3 separate regions of the Rattus norvegicus genome follow, and regions 1 and 3 are each linked to region 2. Evidence: chromatin contacts called from public Hi-C data. All regions are on one chromosome and are shown on one strand. Each heading gives the region's core, a stretch centred on a gene start, on an enhancer-like site or on the middle of the called end of the contact. The rest is flanking DNA. Distances are from core to core; before and after follow the strand shown.

Region 1 (2,700 bases), core at 6-2,505, 40 kb before region 2:
TTGCCTCCCTATCCCCTCCTAAGGGTATTCTTGACTTGAACAGTTCTTAATCCAAGTCTGCTTACTTTTATTTTATTTAGTTTTACACAGGGACTTCTCAGATATCAAGGTTAATTTTGATGAGATTGGATTAAATCAGTCTCCAGGACATTAATAGAGCAAACTGTCAGACTCGTTTGGGAGGGTTATTCTGGGGAGATTTAACTGAGATGGAGAGGCCCAGTATAGCAAGGTCTGAGGACCCAGACCGAATAAAGACGGAAAAATGAAAGAGCTCACAGGGTACCAATCTCTCTCTCTCTCTCTCTCTCTCTCTCTCTCTCTCTCTCTCTCTCTGCCCTCCCCCCTCCTTCTCCCTCCCTCTCTCTCTCTCTGTCTATCTCTGCCCCACTCCCCCATCTTCAGTGTTATCAGCTGTTGCCCGCTGCTCCTGCTTCTATCCCTCCTTGGCATTACAGACTATATCTCCTCAGACTACATCTCCTCAGACTACATCTCCTCAGACTACATCTCCTCAGACTACCTCTCCTCAAGCCGTGGACCCCACACATCCTTTGCTCACTTGTCACAGGGATGAGAAGGCTAAGTAGCACGTTAGTGAAGCATTCGATTTTGGCCTCCTTTTCTTTGCTGCAATGGCTAAGGTTGCTTCCACAGAAACCGGACTAATTTATTTCATAAAGAGCCTCTCTAGGCTGAGGGTGGCTGCACAGGCTTGATTACAGAGCTCTGGAGGCTGAGGCAGGAAGACCGAAGCTTTGAGACTAGCCTGAGGTACAAACAATGTGGTTTCAAAACCAGGGAGGGAGGGACGTGAGTTTGAGGCCAGTCTGGTCTACAGAGTGAATTCCAGGACAGCCAGGGCTACGCACAGAGAAACCCTGTCTCAAACAACCCCCATCCCTAAAAAAAGCCCAGACATAGTCTCACTGTGTAGCAGTTGACTGTCCTGCTGTATGAGACTCCCTGTGAAGACCATGCTGGCCTAGGGCTCGAGGATGTCTGCTGGCCTCAGCCTCCTGAGTGCTGAGATTAAAGGTGTGTGGCACCGCATCTGACCCTTGTACGTTCTAACATCAGAAACGACACCGTTTTAAGCTCCTTGAGCACTGTGTCCTTTTCTGAGTAGGGTGAAGAGATGGACAAGTGGACAAAATCCTAGTCTAACGGTCTCATTTTCTGTGGTGTGATAGTAGGTGCGTATAGCCTGATGACGCACAAAGGAACTGGCAGAGAGAGACACTTGTGGACTGTTACACATTCTCTGAACTCATATCAGCATTTGGATGAACTCCAGGAGCCTCTGCTCTGCATGATTCCACAGACCCTGACAGCTGCAGTCACCAAGGCTGGTTCTTCCAGTCATGAAACACGTGTAGTCTTTGCCAGCCACACTGAACTCGAAAGTCAGCGGCCTCGGAGGACTCCTGATCTGACATAACAGCTGGTCCAAGAGATACCAGCTGTGGATATTCATGTCGGCTGACATAATTGTCAGTTCGCTTGGCCTCCTTCTTGAAGATGGTCATGGGCCTGGCTGCTCCAGACTCTTAGGCCACTGTCTCACCTTTAAAAATCCAAGGATGTGATTGCCTTGGCCATTCTGTTCATTGCTTTAATTCCGGGTCTGATGTTGATGCTGCCTCTGGGCATTTGTAGGTCATTTGTAGCTGAGGGAGTTTTCTTGAACATCATACAACTTCAAGTGAATTATAGTAACCCTGGCTTCTTAGACGATGGCTGCCATTATAAACATTTCCTCCAGGTCCCATCTTCTCCTCAGCTGAATTGTAAAATGTGTGCTGGATTATGAAATGTGTGCAGCTCTACTCTGGTAGGGTGGGAAACCACTAAGAGCAGTAGATCTGGATGCTGTAGTCTTTGCTACACATTATAGTCAATTTCTTTAACCTCCGAAAACCTCAGTTTCGAAATGAGCACAGAGAGAATAATAATACCTGTCTTGTTTTGTTTGATGTTAGGTGAAGCTAGAAAAGACAGTGGTTTTGAAAGCCAGTTGAATGTGGCAGGTAGCAGGCCCAAGCCCATTCTTGAGAGGAAAAGCCCACTCAAGGCTTTCCATAACACATCCTATCTTTGTCTCCTTTCACTACCCACTTAAGGGTTTCCTCCCAATGTGTGTGTTAGCCACAGGGTGTAAAGGGGAACCTGGGTAGAAATGAAGGAGATTCAAAGGCTACGGAGCCTCTCGGGACCCCACTGTGGAATGAAGAGAAATGTAGGCTTGAATTCTGCTTCATCTGCCAACTTCCTGTGTGACCCTAGACTAATCACTGAGACTCATCTTTGTCTTCATTCATTCATGCGAGCACATTAAACTGTTCATTTAGCATACTTGCTGTATCAGGAACTATCCTACATGGTATTGATATGATAGTAAAATTGGAGAGGTTGACATTCTAGCAGGAAACAGTGCTTGATACACCGGCCAGCACAGTTGTTCTGTGAAAGGTCTGATGTAAAATGTTACAGGTTTATAGTCTACATATGGTCTATGTTATTCATTCATTTATTTCCCCATTATTTATGCTGTATTACACTTCTGGTGTGTGTGTGTGTGTGTGTGTGTGTGTGTGTGTGTGTGTGTGTGTAAAACATTCTTATTTTGCATTCATAAAAATACAGGTCAGGCTAGATGGACTTTAGACCTTACTTTGCCAGCTCCTGCATTAGTAAATA
Region 2 (2,700 bases), core at 126-2,625:
TTGAAGAGCAAAGAGTTGGATAACCTTCTATCTACCTTGATTTAGTATCGGTTTTTTAATAAGTACTTATGCCTCTTTTTGGACAGTTAATTTCAGTATCAGAAAATGTGACACACAGGGAGGGGTGTGGATTTGCCAAGTTGCTTTTCCTCAAAAACGCTATCAAAAGTTACGTTAACGATGATACTTGAATGGGTCAGGGACTTTCAGGTTATTGTCACATACAGCAGTTTGGAAGTCAACGAGAAAGAGTGGCACCACTTAAGAAAAGCAATTAATTTCTTGCTTTGATTCTTTCCCAGAACAAACATCAAATGTACTACTTTTCTTCCTGGAATTAGGGAAATATTTTCCAAATCCATCTCATGCATGGCATTCCTGTATTGAGATCTTATTCGAGCTATGTCTGCACTTCTGTACTGGAAAACCGGACGATCTCTGAGAATTACTCTGATGCGTGCCTTTGATACTTTTCTCCTGTTTAACACTTCGCTTGAAAACACACACACACACACACACACACACACACACACACACACACACACACACACACCCCAAGCTGTGCTTTAATTCAGTTAGGCTTTTCTGGAATATACTTTGACACAATGAATAAGAAAAAAAAAACTTTCAGATTTTCTTCCTTTTGGTCTACTCCTTTTTTTTTTTAAAAGAAAAGAACTTTTGGTGGTTACATTCATTGCTTTGAATTCCATTTGGGTATCTATAAAAACATTTGTCAGAAGGAATCTGAAATAAAAAACTAAACTTTAAATATCCATAGGAGAGGAGAGTTTACAAACTACTTAAAAAACAAACAAACAAACAAAACCTAAACAACTCTTGATTGTCGTTTAAAATGCAAACATCATCTGTAAAATCCAGAAACATTTCCCTTGATCTCAGGTTCTGAAGCCCCAGTGTCATGGAGGGTCACAAGGGTTAAGAGAAACAGACCCGAGTCCACAGAAGGCTCAGTTCTGTTTCTGCAGTTGTGAGGACTGGGAGACAAGGACAGTTAGCAACGGTGTGGTTCATCTAAGCAACCACCTTAATGACTTAAAACTCTATGCAGACTTACTGTGATGGCCTGGAGTCTTCCCTTTACCAGCTCGGCTTCTTCCATTCTAGAAGTCAAGGACAGGCAGACGCTGAAGGAAGTCCCAAGCTACCATAAATCAAGGTGCGTCCTTGAGGAGAGGAGCTGGAGATGACAGAAGCGACACGGAGAGAAATTCGCTCTTTGCACCAGGGAGAAAGGAAGAGAATTCCGAATTGTCAGGAGCGGCTCTGAGCCGATGCACCGATGAGGCCAGACAGACACATGTAATGAGGGTGTGCTGGGGAGGCAGACGCTGAGGCTGCTGGCACGAGTTGACTGACAAGTTTGAACGGCAGCCGCACAAGCCCTTTTCCTTCAGGGGCTGCCAGCTCTTTGTTGTACTGTGCACGGTTAGCGAGACACATTTTCTTATTAACTGTTCCTTACCCAAGTCATTATTTTCCAGGAGTGGCACAGGGAGCTGCCGTGTGGTGTGTGCTGAGTGTTGGAGCAGCCCGGGTTTTCCTGTGAGCCTGTGTGTTTAAAGTTACCTCGCTTAGTTTACCTCACTCTAGCACCAGAGATGAGAGACGATGACACACACACACACACACACACACACACATACACACACACACACACACACAGAGAGAGAGAGAGAGAGAGAGAGAGAGAGAGAGAGAGAGAGAGAGAGAGAAAGAAAGAGGAGAGAGACTGGGGCAGAAGTGCTAAGTCACTTGTTTGTCACTCTCCCTCAGCTTGGTGATGGCTCTTTTAGTTATCTAAGAACTCTTAGAGTAGAATATTTGCATGAGCTCAGCTCCCCTCACAAAGACACACCACAGACCTTTGTCACAGACCTTGGAATCTTAGGTGTTGCAAAAAAAAAAAAAAAAAAAACAAACCAAGGTGTTAAGGTGCTAATGTTCAAAAGCTGGCTCCCCGGAAGTGCTTGGTGCCATCCTTGGATGTCTGGGGACTGCAGCACCTTTTTTGGACCCCATTCAAAAAACGACAGTCTTCAGTTCAGGAAGGTGCCCATTTTGACCTCAGCAGTTACGCAAGAGCAATGAGCGAGCCTGTTAACCGGTGCTTAGATTCTGTAACCGTGGGTGGACAGCCCCTACCCGTTGGAGGGAGGCAGTGAAGCCTGGTGAAACTCAGGTCAAAGCAGAGCCAGGAGCTTTGCAGCTGACTTTGTTTTCTTTTTCCTACCTGTTCTTTAAGTGCATTTTGATGTGGTGAATCCCAATTATCATCCACCACATTATTATGTGTTTGGATGCGATCAGCCCTTTAATATCACCATTCAGGCAGGGAGGTTAAATAGACAGGCCCAGCACTGACTACACGGCATACATTTCTTTGTGCTTTTGATATTTGTAATAGTAGTAGCTAATATTTGTCCATAGACAAATGCACCTCATCTTATTTATCTTAGAGGTGTTGAGTGATAGGTGCTATTATTCCTATTTTAAAATGAGGCAACAGGCTCAGGGAGGTCATTTGTCTGCATGGCTAATAAGTAGCAAAGCCAGGATGGGAATGTCAGCTGTCTGACTTCGTAACAGTCATTCATCAAGCAATGCCCAAGGACACAGGGCAAAGAGAGACACAGGCTGAAGGTTAAATCAATCTTCATGAGGGAGTTGAACCCCAGC
Region 3 (2,700 bases), core at 59-2,558, 61 kb before region 2:
TTTCGGATTTCTGCTTGGCTCCAGAACCCTATTTTCATCTCTCAGTAATTACCCCAGTTCATTGTTTTTATTTCTAACCAATAAAGTGAAAACTTTTGGTTTTTCTCTACATAGATCTTAGTTAAAAATAGCTTAGGCTTCGGTAGGAATTTCTTGTGCTCATGGTCAATGAATGCCACATTTCGGTTTAAATATCTCTTGAGAATGTCTTTATTTCAAGAGAAAGGGCTGGGGATGTAGCTCAGAGGCACCGTGCTTGAGTAGTGAGTGTGAAGCCATGCTTCTGTCCTAGCACCGGAGAAATGGCAGAGTAACAATGTGAATCTGTATGAAAAAATTTTCTTTCAGTTTTACATTATAAGCCACTAAAGGCCAAAACATATGTCTTAATAAGTCTTATTTAGTATCAGACAAGGAAAATCCCTTCAGGAAAAGGTGGAATTTGCTTAGGTTTGGTTTGCAGATGGGTGAACTTCTGGACTTCTGATGCCAAGGCCAATATTGTAATGTATTTTTCAAAAGAAATTTTTTTTATTATTTCTTTAATACGTAGGGGCACCCTCTCAGAGGCGAAAGGGAAGTAGGATGGGAGGAGGAACCCTGTGAGGAGAGGCCTGGGGAGGGGAGGGGAGGTAAATATATAAATAAGTTAAGAAAAAAGAACTTTACATAATGACAGGTGGGTGTGGTACCACAGGCCTCTAATTCCAGTGGGAGGCAGAGGCAGGCGGATCTCTGTAAGTTCAAGGCCAGCCTGGTCTATAAGAGAGTTCACCAGGACAGCCAGGGTACACAGAGAAGCCCTGTCTTGGAAAACACACACACACACACACACACACACACACACACACACACACACACACACATCTCTCATATCTCATATAATGTATTTTGATCATATTCACCTTAGCTCCTCCCACATCTCCACTAACTTCTCTACTCCCAAACTGTATGTCTTATTATTGTTTGTTTGCAATAATCTGTGCTGTCTATATCCTCCTGGGTTTCTGGCTGCCCACCAAAGATCGAGGTCAATTTTTCCCAAGCCACACCCCTAAAGAAAACTGACTCGCTCCCATGAGAAGCCATCAACTGTAGGTCCTCAGGTAGGGATGGACTTAGGGACTCCTTCCCACCTCATGTGGACTGGCTTGACCTTGCACAGGAGTTGTGCAGGCAACCACAGTGGTTGTGAGGTCATGAGTGAGGTATCCTGCCAGCTCCCGAAGACACTGTTTCCACCCTGCGCCTTCCTTCCCAGCCTCTGGCACTTGCAGTCTCTGGGACTGCTCTGACGTGGTCCCTGAGCGCTGGGAAAGGGCGTGATATAGATGCTCCACTTGTGACTCATCGCTCCGCAGATGCTTTGACCAGCTGTGAGTTTCTGCATAGCATATTCTTTTTCACGGAGTGGTGTTTGCTCGGGTTTACTCCTCCATCGAGCTGTGCAAACAAATCTGTGCCACTTAATCTTAGTGCGCCCATTTCCCTTAGGAACGGACGCGTTACAACCCTTCTGCTCCCTGTGCTTGGTCTTAGTTTTGCAATAAACAATCTGGGTAGATTTTTAAAAAAAAAAAAGTATACATATTTTTTTTAAAAAAAGAAAAACTAAATGATTTTTCTGTGTCTAGGCATATTGTCAAAAACAGCAAAACCATGTTTTCTTAAAGAAGGGCTATTCTGTAAAATAGAGATCAATGTTTTCCACAAAATAAAAAAGAAATAGTCTAGAAAATCATGGTTAAGTTAGCATAGACTGAGTCTGTGTTTGGCCTTGTCAGCTTCTGGTCTGAGGAGGTCAAGCTGGGGCACAGCGGCCTGTAACTGTAGTGAATATGTGACTCTCGTTCCTGTTAGCGCTTCTCAGTTTGAGGATTCCGGGCTGGAGGTGAGGTGATGCCTCATCCTCCCCACATCCTCCCCTCCCGCCCAGGAGGCTGTAGGAAGGCAAGCACAGCAGATACCAACTAGGAAGCCATGGGGGCCGTGTGGCTCTTGGCTCCAAGTCTGTTTATCTATGTATTCTATTGAAGCAAGGGGGAAACGGGGAACAAAGGCCCTTGTTCAAGATAATCCATTATTAATGGGACTGGAGAAACAATTCTTTTATGTTCATTATGAACTGGATCAGCCTTCTCATAGCTCCCACGTCCGTCCTTCCTTCCCTGTGTAACCCCTGACATACTCATTCGTCGGCCCACAGTGTCGGTGCTCACCCAGCCGCACTGCCTTTCTGTTTCCGTCCTAGCCAGAGCCTGCAGGTTCACGTTTTCCATTCTTTCATCTTCCTGGCACCTCCTTGTCCTGTTCCCGACACTGATCCCTCTTTGTCAGTGGGTGCTGAGGTGGGAGGGAGGCCTGAGGAGCCACAGTTACTCCCGAATTCCATGTTTGTGGCAATGGGGTTTGTCTCCCGGGAGTCGTCTTTGTCGTCTTCAACAACCTATCTCATTAAACTTCTGAGTGAAATGACACCAGCCAAAGGTGCTTGCTTTGTACATGTTGCTGGTAAGGCCTTTGCCACTCGATTACAATGTTAAACTTTTAACAGTTTTGCATCTGAAATGTGGTTTTTTTTTATTATTATAAGAATATATGATGAAATAGCTCAGACACACCTGACGGTTCTTATCTGATTCTCCTGTTGTGCGAACCAGCAGGATCAAATGTGTGACGAACTAAGGTAGAATTCAGGTC

Evidence for each region. A called contact is a pair of places that touch in the nucleus more often than the background predicts.
Region 1: a contact with region 2 is called in a Hi-C map of liver, with 2.4 times the contacts expected there. The contact joins the enhancer-like site here to the promoter of Palmd in region 2. A contact is called at or near these places in 4 of 12 Hi-C or Micro-C datasets (kidney, liver and psoas muscle).
Region 3: a Hi-C map of Schwann cells shows a contact between it and region 2, with 4 times the contacts expected there. The contact joins the enhancer-like site here to the promoter of Palmd in region 2. A contact is called at or near these places in 3 of 12 Hi-C or Micro-C datasets (Schwann cells, kidney and psoas muscle).

Annotation. Positions count from the first base shown.
Region 1 is chr2:207,585,061-207,587,760 of GRCr8, forward strand. The region is part of intron 3 of Palmd (palmdelphin); the gene reads right to left. Among named protein-coding and RNA genes, the nearest start is that of Palmd, 40 kb to the right of the region's middle. Within about 2 kb of position 1,256, at least 7 of the 93 cell types and tissues checked have an H3K27ac peak or open chromatin away from gene starts, as enhancers often do. A contact at or near this core is called in liver, where this site is marked.
Region 2 is chr2:207,624,864-207,627,563 of GRCr8, forward strand. Palmd (palmdelphin) reads right to left here and starts at 1,376. Exons shown (of 8, transcript NM_001025688.1): 1 at 1,079-1,376. The coding sequence starts at 1,123.
Region 3 is chr2:207,563,508-207,566,207 of GRCr8, forward strand. Frrs1 (ferric-chelate reductase 1) reads left to right here. Exons shown (of 18, transcript NM_001398971.1): 18 at 1-2,700. Among named protein-coding and RNA genes, the nearest start is that of Frrs1, 57 kb to the left of the region's middle. Within about 2 kb of position 1,309, at least 40 of the 93 cell types and tissues checked have an H3K27ac peak or open chromatin away from gene starts, as enhancers often do. A contact at or near this core is called in Schwann cells, where this site is marked.